2 separate regions of the Sus scrofa genome follow, and region 1 is linked to region 2. Evidence: chromatin contacts called from public Hi-C data. All regions are on one chromosome and are shown on one strand. The core of a region is the stretch at or near the end of the contact, and the rest is flanking DNA. Distances in the headings are between cores, read along the strand shown. Region 1 holds the start of SEC23A (protein transport protein Sec23A). Region 2 holds the start of GRAMD2A (GRAM domain-containing protein 2).

Region 1 (6,877 bases), core at 1,094-3,593, 81 kb after region 2:
AATCCCAAACTCCTAACCATAATTTTATGTCTGAGTCTTTCTGTTTTGTAAATAAGTTCATTTTTGTAATATTTTAGATTTCACATATAAGTGATAACATATGGTATTTGTATTTCTCGAAGATAATGAAAAGAAATGATTTATTTAGTATTGTTGCGGAAACCGCAAAAACCGTGGCAACGGAAGGAGACAAACAGCACTCGGAGATATGGAAAAGCAAGGTTTATTCAGCACCAGTGCGGGCTCAGAGGAGTCACCTCCAGAGTCTGAGCACCAGGTCTTTGTTCTCAGTAACTTTTATGCACTACAAGGTCTTGATTTTCCCATGTAAGCATCCCAGACCTCCCTCCATCCCCAAGCAGACAGTGTTCCTCCCTAAGAAACTGAGCAAGCAAGGTTACAGAAGCGGAACTGATAAGCAATGCTGGGTACATGATTAGAGGGCTGCTGGCTTGGACATAGAGCACACAGTTGTTACATTATTACAAGAAGGGTGGCATAGTGATGAGCACAGCTGGAAAGGCTTGCAGCTGCCTTCTTAGCCAAGGGGGGTTGTCCTTTAGTTAAAACTCCATTTCAGTATGAGGATCTTTAGGTCCATTCATGTTGCTGCAAATGACATTATTTCATTCTTTTTTATGACTGGGTAATACTCCATTGCTTATATTACCACATCTTTTTTTTTTCCCTTCTTTTTACTGCTGCACCTGCAGCATATGGAATTCTTAGGCTAGGGCTCGGAGCTGGAGCTGCCAGCCTATGCCACCACAACAGCAACACCAGATCCTAGCCACATCTGCGACCCACACAACAACTCGTGGCAATGGTATATCTTTAACCCACTGAGAAAGGCCAGGGATCAAACCGGCATCCTCTTGGATACTAGTTGTGTTTGTTACCACTGAGAAACTCATTCACTTTAAAGTACATAAAGACAGATATTAATGATTTTGTTACCATCCTAACATTTATTTCATTGTAATAGCAAACAAAAACCTTTCTTTCAGATGAAAACATAGGGATTATGACTTCTTAGACTTCAGTGACCTAAATGGCAAAGATACTTTTCTGGGAATCATGAAATGAATGAAATTACCAAAGGTACTATACTTTGGTTTATTCCTCATTGAATTCTAGGACTCCTGTGGATCCTCTCATCTATGTCTATTTACCCTACTCATTCTTAGACCATATTTCTTTTTGTGAACATCTTTATGCAACCTTTATATCATCGTCCACAGCTATTTTCTTGCTGCACTTTCAATTAAGAATCCTTATTAAGGTAAGCACCCGGAGCCCACTTTATTTGCAGGCCTACCAGAATTTTGGTTTTTGATTCCCATTTCCTCTTCAGGATTGTACTAAAATTTGACAAGTAAACTCATTCTCTTCTACATTACAAAACAAGCTTAGAGAAAGAAAAATATATGTTTGACGTGTATCTTATTTCTTGTAAATATAAGCTTTGAAGAACAAAAAAATTCTTCTTTTTCTCTATTCCATAAAATGCTTATAGGGCTAAGCTTTGCAGGATTTTAGATGTTGTCATATCTAGAGTCAATTTTGTGAGGAACCCAGTCACTGAAGGATGGGGTTGCCTGAGACCTCCAAGCTAGAATGTCTTTCCAGCCTGTTCTGCCTGTCCCATTTTTCCCAATTCTTTTTGTGGAGTGAGAAGCAGAAAACACATCAAGATTAATCAGCGAAACATTGTAGTGTGTGTGTGGCTGTGTGTAAGGGGCAGAGGTGACACAGGCAGTGGAGGAAAGTGGTAAAATGAATAGGCATACCTAAGTAGTACATAAATAGTATGCAAATTCTTGCAAACCAGGGATTTTGGCCTGTTTTGCCTGAGTCATATCACCAACATCACTACTGTGTCTGGCCCAATGTAGACAGATGTTCAGTAAACATTTGCTGCACTAAGTGAAAAAACGAACTTGTGGTTCTTGGAACCAACCAGGGACCTAGAGGAGAGAGTGTCCCACAGGACTCCACCACTTCTCTCGGCGAACTGAGGATCTAGCGACAGGAGCTCCTTCCTACCTCCTTGCGGCCTGCAGAGAGTGGGATCCGCAGTGGCTCCCGGCAGAGCGGACAGGAGCGCCACCGCGCAGCCCCACCCTAGCGCTCCAGTTCCGCGCGGGTCCAGCGTCCCTTCGGGTTTGTCACGGTTGCCACGCCCCTTCGGCTCCGTCCCCGCCTCTTCCCCTCCCCTTTCTCCTCCCATCCCCTCCCCACGCGCTGCTCCGCCCGGCCGGGTCCCGCACCCTTCCCTGCTGTTCTCTGGCCTGTTCGCCCCGCCTCCAGGGTCGTCCCCTCCCCCTCTCCCCTTCTCGCCCCGCCCCTCCCCCTCCCTTTGACGTGGCAGAGGCGGCACCAGCCATGTTGGTCCAGCAGGGTTCTGCGCGGAGGCCGGGGGCGGGGCGGCGCCGGCCTTGATTGAGGTGCCACGGCTGCTTCGGCTCGGCGGAGAGGACGGATTTTGTAAGGCGGCGGCTGCGACAGGCGCGGATCTTGTACCAGGTGCCCTTGTGGTAAGGCTCGACTTCAGGGCCGCCTCCTCTAGGCTCCCTTGGGGGGCCGCGGGTGTTCGGTGGGAAGCGGGGGAGGGGCGGCTTGAGCGGCGGCGGGTCGGCAGCGGGCGGAGGTCTCAAGCGTGGTGTCGGTTCTTGGTACCTCGGGCAGGCGAGTGTGCTGGGCGGCGACTGGGCCCGGCGGGGGCTGCCTTGAGCCCCGAACCTGTCACCCTCTCACCCACCACTCTCTGCTTAGTTCTACCTGGGCCTGGGCTACCCCATCACCCAGCTCCCCTGGATCAGGTGTGAAAGATGGGAGTCCCGGGTGAAAAGCAGCAGTTCGGGCATCTCCTCGCACCTCACCCTCCGCTCGGGCCAATCTGCCTTCCCTACCCCACCCGTCACCGCTTCAGGGTACTTTGGCTTCTTGGTTCATTCCTTTCCTGATCTAAAGAGCCCTAGACTTTGAACCGAGGTGACTTCGTCACCCGTAGTTTGGCCTTGGGAATTAAAGGGGATAAGGAGAAAAGTGCCAGGTAGAGCTAACACCTTGTGCCTTGATTAGAAATAGAGTTTAGTTTTCAGATCGGACCAGTCATTATTTTAGTCTGACCCTAAGTGTTTTTCCGTTTTGGTGATAAAGGAAAAGCCATAGTAAGTCTGCATGTAATCACTGGAGTATGTTGAATTCACGTTTTCACGTGGACGTCAAGTTCCACTCATCAAAGCTGTGGATAACTAGCCAAATTAACTTGGTTTAAAAAGTTTCAGATTTAAACATAAATTCATGTTAAGTCTTCCTTCTCCAGTGGACTGATTGACGGTTGTTTTTGGAAGTTCAGTCATTTTTAATTGGCTCAGAATTTTAGATTTAGAAAGGGCCTTGTAGTTTTCTAACGTAAACCCTTCACCTTATTGATGAGAAACTGAGGAATATAGAGGTTATTTGTCTAATATAATAAAGCTAGTCGTGGGAATTAGTTGAAGACACTTTATTGAGGATTTTTAGAACAGGAGAGTTGGAGAGGCACATTTAATTATTAACAAATACATCTGATTGGAATGAAATCAAATTTTACTTGTAATTTACCTGATTTTTTTTTACTTAGGTATGTGCAAAAGGGCTAACATTTAAGTATTGAAAAACTCTTACTTATTATTGAATAGGTAAAGCCTTTTAAAATATATGGGCACACATTTGATATGCTAGGTTAAAGTGACTAATGCTTTTTTATTTAACTAAAGTAACTCTCAGTGATTATAAATTGTACTGAAAAATGAGGCATTTCTTTAGAATGGCCTTTTGTGTTTTGTACCACTTTAAAAAAAAAGTGTAATGACTAGTAAGTTAAGGCTGCGTTTTAATCATATTTATTTGGTTTTATGCTTTATACAAATGTAATATTAGGGAATATTATATGCTTATCAAATAATACCATCCTCCCTTGGAAAGGTGAGGTAAGTTGGGGAGATGTTTTGCATGGCCATGTAATTGGACCAGTTAAGAAGAAACAGGTGGGAGTTCTCTTTGTGGCTCAGGGGTTAAGAACCCCACATAGTGTCCACGAGGATGCAGGTTCCATTCCTGGCCTCACTCAATGGGTTAAGGATCCAGTGTTGCTGCAAGGTACAGCATAAGTCACAGCTGGGGCCTGGATCCTTTGTTGACCTGGCTAGTGGCTTAGGCCTGGAGCTGCAACCCTGATTTGACCCCTAGTCTGGTAACTTCCATAGGCCACAGGTATGGCCCTAAAAAGAAAAAAAAAAAAAAAAAAAGGAAGAAACAGGCTGGATGTTTTTGAAATTCCTGCTGGAAAGCGAGAATGTAAGAAATAGAATAGGTGTAATTTAATGAGCAAGTGTAATCTTAGTGCAGAAATATTGAGAGGAAAAAGAGTGAGGAAGAGGAGAGGTGAAAAAGTAAGGCTGTAGAATTAGAATCTAGATTTGTTACCTGTTGTAAAAACTTAAATCTGGCCATTGCCTGTGTGTAAATGTTTTCTTCTGTGTGTAACAGTTTCATAGAGCCTTTTTTCTACTAGGCTTTCTGATTTTGAATTAAGCCCTGGAGTTCAAAGGAGGTGATTCTCAGAACCCCTTTATACTCTTAAACGTTATTGAGAATCCAGTGGGAAAAAAAAAAAAAGCTGACTTAATAGAAGACAGGTGGATTTTCATATTTACTCTGTGCAATCTATTGTAATATGTTGGTTGGATTATATGAAGGAAATCTGGCCTCCCATAGATATGTAGTTGGAAAAAGGAGAGATAGGTTAATACCTTTTTCAGATAATTGTGCATGTTCTTTGATACTATACCAAAACTCAGCAGTTTTTTTTTAAATTTTTTAAATTTTTTATATTATTTCTTGGGCTGCTCCCACGGCATATGGAGGTTCCCAGGCTAGGGGTCTAATCAGAGCTATAGCTGCCAGCCTACGCCAGAGCCACAGCAATGCAGGATCCGAGCTGCATCTGCAACCTACACCACAAGCTCATGGCAACGCCCGATCTTTAACCCACTGAGCAAGGCCAGGGATCGAACTCGCAACCTCATGGTTCCTAGTCGAATTCGTTAACCACTGAGCCACGAGAGGAACTCCTCAGCAGTTTTAATTAAGAAATCAAGGATTGGAGTTCCCAGCTTGGCACAGTGATTAAGAGTCTGAGTACAGAGGCTCTGGTCGCTGCAGAGGTGCAGGTTTGATCCCTGGCCCTATGCAGTGGATTAAAGAATCTGGTGTAGGATGTAGTTGTGGCTAGGATTCAGTCCCTGGCCAGGAACTTCTGTATTCCGTGGGTGTGGCCAAAAAATAAAATTAAAAAAAGAAAAAGGGATCAAGGGTTAATTGCAGTGTGGAATGTGAAACCTTAGAATTGAACTTTTTGTACTCTATTGCATTAAAATCCATTGGTCTATCCTACATTTTGAATGATCATTTTCCCATGGGTGATTTTTGTAACATCATGAATTGATCATTTGGGGACCTTACTTCACTGAATATTCCAAATGTTGACATCTTTCATTATGCAATATTTATTATACAATATATAAACAAATATTATCACTGCTGATCTCATCAGAAAAATCCTTACATATTAGGAAGCTCTGAAGTTCATGGTATTAGATATGTTTTCAAAGATTTTAATTTTTCAATTTAAATTCGAGGAAGAATTGACAACAAATAGTGTGAATGGTTTTCCAGGTAACAAGGCTCACTTCAGCCATTTTTGAGAAAATATATGCCAAATACCTAAGTACTAGTTATATACTATAGTGTTACTATAGCATTAATATTAATACTAGTAATAGATACTACTAATATATTACTAGTGCTAGTTAAGTATTACTTATATACGATTCTTAGAGAATTGAGGAACTAGTCTCTCTAGACATGTTTTGTGTTTTGTGGTTCTGATGAACAAACCTGATTTGTTGAGAATATTTTAATAGTATTTTAATCCTTTTTGCAATTAAGTAATAAACAGAAAACTTTATTTGCTTTACATTCTGTAGGAATAATGGGTGGGATTGCATAGTCCTAGAATTTATACTCACATCTGTAGCATGAAGCTATTGCTAAAAACCATTTGTCTCCCAGAGAAGGTTGGTTTTCCTCTTGATGTTGCCTATGTTAAAACCAAGATTGGCGTCTTCTAACTCCCCTCTGATTATCCCAGATCCTTTTTTTTTCGTCTTTTGTCTTTTGTCTTTTTAGGGCCGAACCTGCAGCATATGGAGGTTACCAGGCTAGGGGTCTAATTGGAGCTGTAGCTGCTGGTCTACGCCAGAGCAACAGCAATATCAGATCTGAGCCGGGTCTGCGACCTACACCACAGCTCATGGCAACGCCAGATCCTGAACCCATTGAGCGAGGCCAGGGATCGAACCTGCAACCTCATGGTTCCCAGTCAGATTCATTTCCGCTGCACCATGACAGATACTCCCCAGATCTTTCTTTTAATCATTGTCTTTCAACAGACGTTTTTTTCTTGAAAGCTCATACTATCTTTCTCAAAGCTGTCTCCTGTATTTACCTTTAATACAGTCTTTTCTGAACAAACCCTAAGATTCCTCTATCCCTTATCAATCTTTGAAAAAAAATCCATGATCACTTTCTATTATTTCAATAAAACTCTAGCTGTATCTGAAATTCTGATAGGAAATAGTGTTTAATTTTAATTTTTTTATTTTAAAAATTGAGATATAATTGACGTAATATTCATATCTTTTAAAGAAGGGAAAGTTCTTAAGATACTTAGGTTTGTTAAGCTTCACTTTCTATAACTTGTATTATCAAAAAATATTTGAACATTTTTCTCAAATTAAAATTGTTATATCTAATAATATGTTTTCTT
Region 2 (7,087 bases), core at 86-2,585:
CGGGTGAACTTGGCCATGAATGTTGGTGCGTGGCTGGGAAGCAAGGGCTAGAGGTGGGGGTTGGGGAAGGTGTCCCTCTCTAATGCTGAATGTTCTCTCTGAATCCTCCATCCCATTCCCTGAAGCCTCTGGGCTGAGACCAGGAGGGTCTGATCCACCCATTTTCTCTCCTCACTCTCTTCTAGTCTGGGGTCCAAAGCAAGGGATCCTGGAGAGCTAGGGTTGTTCATTCTTTAGCATCTGCTCATTATTGAGATTTTTCATAAATTTAGCCAGAGCTCCTGCATTGTGGGGCAGCCCACATATGGCTTCTGTCCAGTATAAGAGCAGAGTGTTGTGGGATCAGAGGAAGCAGCTATAGCTGTGACCTTGAGCTGGGCTCTCCACCCTCTAGAGTAGAAAATGAATGTTGTCCAAAGGTCCCTGCCAGCTCTGCTCTGAATGATAAGGAAATATCAGGGCTGTGGGGCTGGCGCCACCTTGTGGGTATAAGGAAGTAAAGGCCTGCCTGTCCTTCTTGCTATTTTTGATTGTGGGGCCGTCTTGCAGGTGCATACCTTCCTGGCATGATTTTTACTCACCCGCCTCTCTCCTCTTTTTCCCCAGGCAAAGCCCGAGGCTTCTTCAAGAAGGGAGATGTGGTCATTGTGCTGACCGGGTGGCGCCCTGGTTCCGGCTTCACCAACACCATGCGCGTAGTGCCTGTGCCGTGATGCACCCTGCAGCCCCTACTCCAGCCCCATCCCATCCCCCTCCCTCAATCCATCCATTAGGCCAGAAATGCTTGTAGTGCTCACTTGGGGCCGTGTGTGGCACTGGTGGGCTGGGACCCAGGGACACCTCTGTGAAACATGGCTGTTTTTAAGACCCTGCTTGGGTGGGGTAGTTCAGAGCTGGACCTCCCATCAAGTATCCCCATCCAAGCAAGGGATGAAGGAAGGGTGCAGGCAGGACTGGAGTCCCCAGAGGGCAACAGCTCCTGCTTCTCTTCCTTTGTGTACTCCTGTAGTTCTGTAGAAAATGGATACCCAGAGAACTCCCAGCCCTGGCCTGGAATCAGCAAAGAGCAGGGGCCTTAGGGCATGGGGCATGAAGCAGTGGTTCCAGTTTAAGCAGACTCTGGCCCTGGCCCTTACTTACTTCTCCAACCCCCTTAGCCTCCCTCACTCCCCCTTTGTTGTGCACTGTGCACTTCTGTTCCTTCACTCCATTTAGCTGCCGCTGCAGACAAACACTCCACCCTCCACCTCCCATTTCCCCGACTACTGCAGCCGCCTCCAGGCCTGTTGCTATAGAGTCTACCTGTATGTCAATAAACAACAGCTGAAGCACCTGTTTCCTCTCTTTTCTGATGATTAAGGGGGTGGTTGAACCCTGCCCTCTGAGTGGGGTGAAAATGGCAACAGCCTTGTGGCTGTGTACTCCTGTGTTAACAACTTAAGCCACCTGCCATCCTGTCTCCCACCGTGCTGAGGTGCTGGGAAAGCCGTTGCTGACTGTCTTGAGGATACACGTTACCCTTTGCATCACCCGGGGATCTAAAAGCTCAGAGAAGGCAGCAAAAAGGTCCTCTTCCTCCTGCTCCTGAGTAAACTGGCGAGTGAGATGGCCCTTGCCCTGCCCCTCCCCCTAGGTTCTCCTGGAGTAGAGGCCTCTAATGGAAGGATGAGGCCAGATTCCAGAAAATTTATGGAAACCTGGGCTGCTTTTGTGTTCCTTCTGTTTTCTAATGCCCACCTTCCATAATAAAGCAGGGCCAAGGGGAGGGGAGAGGGCTGGGCATGAAACTGCATCTGGCTTGCACCTTTTCTCCAGACCAGTCCCAAGGACCAACCCTTTCCTGGTGGGGATTTGAGGGAAAGGGCCCAAAGGTCAGTTTGCCACATCCCCACCAATCTGATCTCTTCACCTGTGCTGCCCCACTCTTGATTTCTGGCCATCTGCGGTCCCTCCCTAGAGACCTCCGAAAGCGTTCTGTTTGGGGAGATTGCCAAGCCCCCAACTCTGGGAAAAGTACATGAATCATTTCATCTCCGGAGCTATCCGACATCCGACTCTTGTTCAAAATTCCCTCTGGTGTTCCCTACTCATATCCTCTTCTATTGTGAAGAGAAATTGAAACTGCCCTGGAACTTAGGTTTGGGAGGTTTTGGAGGCGGGCGGGAATTGGTTGCTGCAGAGGCCTCGGGCTCCAAGGCTAATGCGCTAAAGAGGAAGAACGTGGAGCAGGCACCTAAGGCCCTCGCTGTGAAGAGTAGACCCAGACGGACAATCGGGTGGACCGAGCCGTAGGATCCGAGCAGAACTTGGGACCCCACTTAGATCTGGAGAGAGGGAGGAACTGCCAATGGGCTGGACCCGCCCCGCACGGGCAGCCAATGGGCGTTCGGGGGCGTGTCCTCCGAGGAGATCGTGGGTGAGTGTTCAATCCAGCCGCGATGTTTCCACCGACCTGGAGGCTCCGAGATGACTGCCGTGAGCCGAGGCGAGGCTGCGGAGTCCTGCAGGTAAGGGTCTGTGACTCGCGGACCGCGCGGGGTCCCAGAGGCCGCCTCGAAGGGACGCTGTCCGACTGGACCGGCGGCCGCCGCACTTCCGAGCTTTCTGCCCGCGGGGCAGACACTTCCCAGCCGCCGGAATGCGGGCTCAGCTCCAAAACTGCGCTGCGCGGGCCCGAGCGCTTCCTGGGCTGCTAGGTCTTCGCGTGGAGGCGGGATGTCCGTCTGTCGGCGCTTCGTGCTGCACCCCCTGACCCTGGGGATGAGGCACGTCTGGGCGGCATCAGGGAGGCGGAGGTCACCCTCCTCGGGGTACCTCCCAGGGTCCACCACCACCCTTCTCCGCCGTCGTTGGTCGGTCATTCATTCATTCCCCAGCCATATCGACCCCAAGTCCTGACTGCCCCCCACCCAAGGGCCGGGGCATTCCTTTTGGCCCCTGGAAGGGTCAGCCTCTCTCCTCGCCTAACCGGGTGTGCAATTGTAGCGGCGCTGAGCTGCCCAGGAGGCAACGTGGAGCTGCCCCAGCACGACGGCCGCACCTGCGCGTCAGGACGGCCCCGGTCGGGCGGGCTGGGGCCAGTCTCTCAGCCTCAAGATCTCTTCCACCCTCGCCCTCGGAGGAAGCAAAATTCTTGGAGCTAGGGAAGGGGCAGGGAGGCAGGGAAGGCGGGAGGTGGCGTTTCAGGTGACACCATGAATTGGGGTCTCTGTCCCCTGAGGTCATGGGGCCCTGGAGGTAGAGGTTTTTGGGAAAAAGAGCCAGTGGATGAACCTGTAAATTCCTGCCTTTGCCCAGGTCTCAACCCCCACAGCCTGAGCTCTGGAGGGCGCCTGGCACCCCTGGCCAGCTAGCACTGGGGCAGATAGGGTGAAAGTGTGTGAGCCCAGTGCCCAGTCTATATGGAGCTAGTGGAATGTTTAAGGGCTCTCTCTGTCCTGTCCCCAGAGAGGCTGGTGGAGCTCTACCCAGCTGGCACTTGCCCTTCTTTGCTTTGCTTGCCCCATCCATCCTTGGAGGAATTAGGCTTCTAGGGAATGAGAGACTGTCCTGACAATCCTGCCTTTTCCTCATGTACACCTCCAGATGGCTCTGAAGTCCAGCTCCTTTCAGACTGAAGACTTTGGGGTTGCAGGGAGTGGAGGATAGGGTGTCCCTCCCCTCCTGCACTGAGGGGGCCAGTATGCTCCTATCACAGTACTCTGTTTGCACAGGCAGCTGCTTTCAGGTCTGAGGCTATTGTTTGACAGGACCAGTCAACAGTGAGCATCTCTGGGGCAAATGGGCAGGTTTAGAGCCCAAAGCTGCCACAAGCTGCCACTGAGCTTCCAGGAGCATTTCTGCTGGGACCAAATCGAACTTCTCTTTCCTGACTTACCTTTGGGAGAATTTTCTGAATAGCCTAGAGGGGACAGCCAAGGTCCTATCCATGCCTTGATGTTACTGGTTGCTTGAAATTTCTGAGCTTAGGTGAGTCTTCGAAGCTTTAGTGCAGACCAGAAGGATCTGTGTGCCAATCTATCCACCTAGGAGGACCCCCTGAGGTTGAGGTCGGCACTACTCAAGATAGGCTATGCCAGCCAAACTCCTTGAAGCTCTTTCATGTGCCTGCTTGGGTGGCCCCTCCCAGTCCTTAACCTGGTGAGGTTGTGGCCCTTGAATGCCACATACCATATTTATCAGACCAAGGTGAAGAGCCTATTTTGCTGTGACCTGGGACAAGTTAGGTACCCACACTGCTTTGCCATCATGAGGTAAGGAGATTGGATTGCTGGCTCCTTAAAGGCCTTCCCCAGGCAGTCATTCAGTGCTTCTGCCAACTAGCCTGTTTCCTCCTTGATTTCTGAAGGTATTTTATCTCTTACATAATTGCTTCATTGCTATGACTACCTGTGGAAAGCCCATGAATTCATACCCATGCAGCATTCCACTTTGGTGTCCAGTGTGTGAGTCTAGATACCAGAAAATAATTTGCTTTTCTCCTTTCCTGAAAAGTGAAAATAATTCCCCTCCGCCCAATTCTGCAGCTATCTCTTATACAAGGGTAGTTCTGGCATGGAGTCAGTCTTGGCCATGGTGCTGCTATTCGCCTGGGCTGCAGGGCATCCTTCTATCACCACCTGTTATCACCAACTTTTGAAGCTTTGATTAATTTCCCAGCTATTTAATAATGTAGGAAAAGAGGAGGAAGGGGAGGACAGAAGGCCCTGGGAACAGATCTTCCTTTGTAACTAAGAAGTACCTGCCTCCCCAGGGCATCCCTGTTCCCATGAATATAAGTGTCTGCAGGGCAAGCTGGTTCCTTCTCCCCACCACAACCAGACATTTTCTTTCTTTTTTTTTTTTTTTTTTTTTTTTTGTCTTTTCGCCTTTTCTAGGGCCGCTTCCATGGCATATGGAGGTTCCCAGGCTAGGGGACTAATCAGAGCTGTTGCTACCAGCCTATGCCAGAGCCACAGCAACATGGGATCCGAGCTGCGTCTTCGACATACACCACAGCTCACGGCAACACTGGATCCTTAACCCTCTGAGCGAGGCCAGGGATCGAACCTGCAACCTCATGGTTCCTAGTCGGATTCATTAATCACTGAGCCATGATATGGGAACTCCCAGACATTTTCGTTAGTTCAGAAATGCTTGGTCATGATTTAGAACTGGAGTGTTTTAATAACTTGTGGAGGTTGCACCAGTCTTTAAGTCTTTGTCCTAAATTAGTGTTTCCTCAGGTGATGTTTAAAATCACACTGTTCATTTTTAATAGGACATTGGCTTTTGGCTGATGCTATTTTTAAAAAATACTAACTAAAAAGCATATACATCAAACATGGGAGTTCCTGTTGTGGCTCAGCGGGTTAAGAACCCAGCTAGTATCCATGAGGATGCAGGTTTGAAACCTGGCCTCACTCAGTGGCTCGGATGTGGCATTGCCGTGGCTGTGGTGTAGGCTGGCAGATACAGCTCTGATTCAACCCCTAGCCTGGGAACTTCCATATGCTGAAGATGCGGTCCTAAAAAGAAAACAAAAAATCAGACACAAATTGCTTTTCCCGCTCACGTGTTGACTGGCACATCACAGTACAGTAAAAGATTGTCAGAATCCTACCGGTATTTCATTTAATTGATGTCCCTTTGTTCACTGACTTAGGGTCAGAGCAGCAGCATGAGTGCGCTGCCTGAGCAAACAGCTGTGACTGGTTGTAAGAGTGCTTTTCTCACTTCCTCGTCTATAGTGAAAAAAATTACACACATATATAATTTGGCTGCATCCGTGGTGTGTGGAACTTCCTGGGCCAGGAATTGAACCCACATCACAGCAGTGAAAATGCCAGATCCTTAACCTGCTGCACCACAAGGAAACTCCAGTGTTTCTTTTTTTTAATTAAATATTTGTAATATGCGTTGACGTTAATCAAATTATTTGAAACTTGGCCATAATCACCAGGGCCACACAAAATGTTATTTTAAAATAATTTTTTGGGATGAAAATGCTATAAAATTGGGTTGTGATGATCGTTGTATAACTATAAATGTAATAAAATTCATTGAATTAAAAAAAAAAAACTTTCCCTGAAAGCCATCAAGGAGTTCAGACCTTTTGAGCGTGAGCTGCCTGCACTCCTTGCTTGTGCCCTGCAATAAACGCTGCACTTTCCTTCATCTAATAATAATAATAATAATTTTTGAATTTTGAAGGTCTACTCAGAAATTTTATTTTAAAATAACCCAGAATAACCCAGAGATAGTATCTCAGAATTGATATTCATATGGCTCCCTTGATTACCAAACAAATTGAAAAATGTTTCTATATTTAATTGTTGAGTCTTTTTGTTGTGGAGAATTTCCCACACGTACAAAAGGAGAGACTAGTACAAAAAACAGCATGTGCCCCTTACCCAGCTGCAGCAATTATCAAATTATGGGCCTCCTTTCTCCATCACTCCTGGATTATTTTGAAGCAAATCTAAGATATATTATTTCATCCACAACTATTTCAGTGTGTATCTATAAAAGATAGATTTTTTTTTTTTTTAGTCTTTTTGTCTTTTTCTAGGGCTGCACTTAGGGCATATGGAGCTTCCCAGGTTAGGGGTCCAATCGGAGCTATAGCTGCCAGCCTATGCCACAGCCATAGCAACACCAGATCCAAGCTGCATCTGTGACCTACGCCACAGCTCACAGCAATGCCGGATACTCAACCCTCTGAGTGTGGCCAGGGATCGAACCCAAAACCTCATGGTTCCTAGTCAGATTCAGATTCGTTAACCACTGAGCCATAACGGGAACTCCAAAAGATAAGATCTTTAAAAAATATAACTACAATACCATTTCACACCTAAAAAATAATAACTCTTTCAAATCATCAGATAGCTAGTCGGCATTTAAAGATCCCCCTTTAAATGCCGACTAGCTATCTCTCATAAATGTTTTCGTGCCATTTAAAATTTTTGTTCTTGTTTTTGTTTTGTAGGGCCATGCCTGTGGTGTATAGAAGTTCCCTGGCTAGAGGACGAATCAGAGCTATAGCTGGTGGCCTGCGCCACAGCCACGCCAGGTCTGAGCCATGTTTGTGACCTACACCACAGCTCAC

Evidence for each region. Hi-C and Micro-C count contacts between places; a contact is called where the count stands out from the background.
Region 1: a contact with region 2 is called in a Hi-C map of heart right ventricle, with 1.8 times the contacts expected there. The contact joins the promoter of SEC23A here to the promoter of GRAMD2A in region 2. A contact is called at or near these places in 2 of 47 Hi-C or Micro-C datasets (embryonic fibroblasts and heart right ventricle).

The regions. Positions count from the first base shown.
Region 1 is chr7:61,111,417-61,118,293 of Sscrofa11.1, forward strand. SEC23A (protein transport protein Sec23A) reads left to right here and starts at 2,344. Exons shown (of 20, transcript XM_005666190.3): 1 at 2,344-2,537. It also overlaps the pseudogene LOC100154692.
Region 2 is chr7:61,031,448-61,038,534 of Sscrofa11.1, forward strand. It overlaps GRAMD2A (GRAM domain-containing protein 2), which reads left to right and starts at 1,336. Exons shown (of 12, transcript XM_013978113.2): 1 at 1,336-2,507. The coding sequence starts at 2,467. It overlaps PKM (poly [ADP-ribose] polymerase 6), which reads left to right. Exons shown (of 32, transcript XM_021099107.1): 31 at 1-25; 32 at 607-1,331. The coding sequence ends at 713.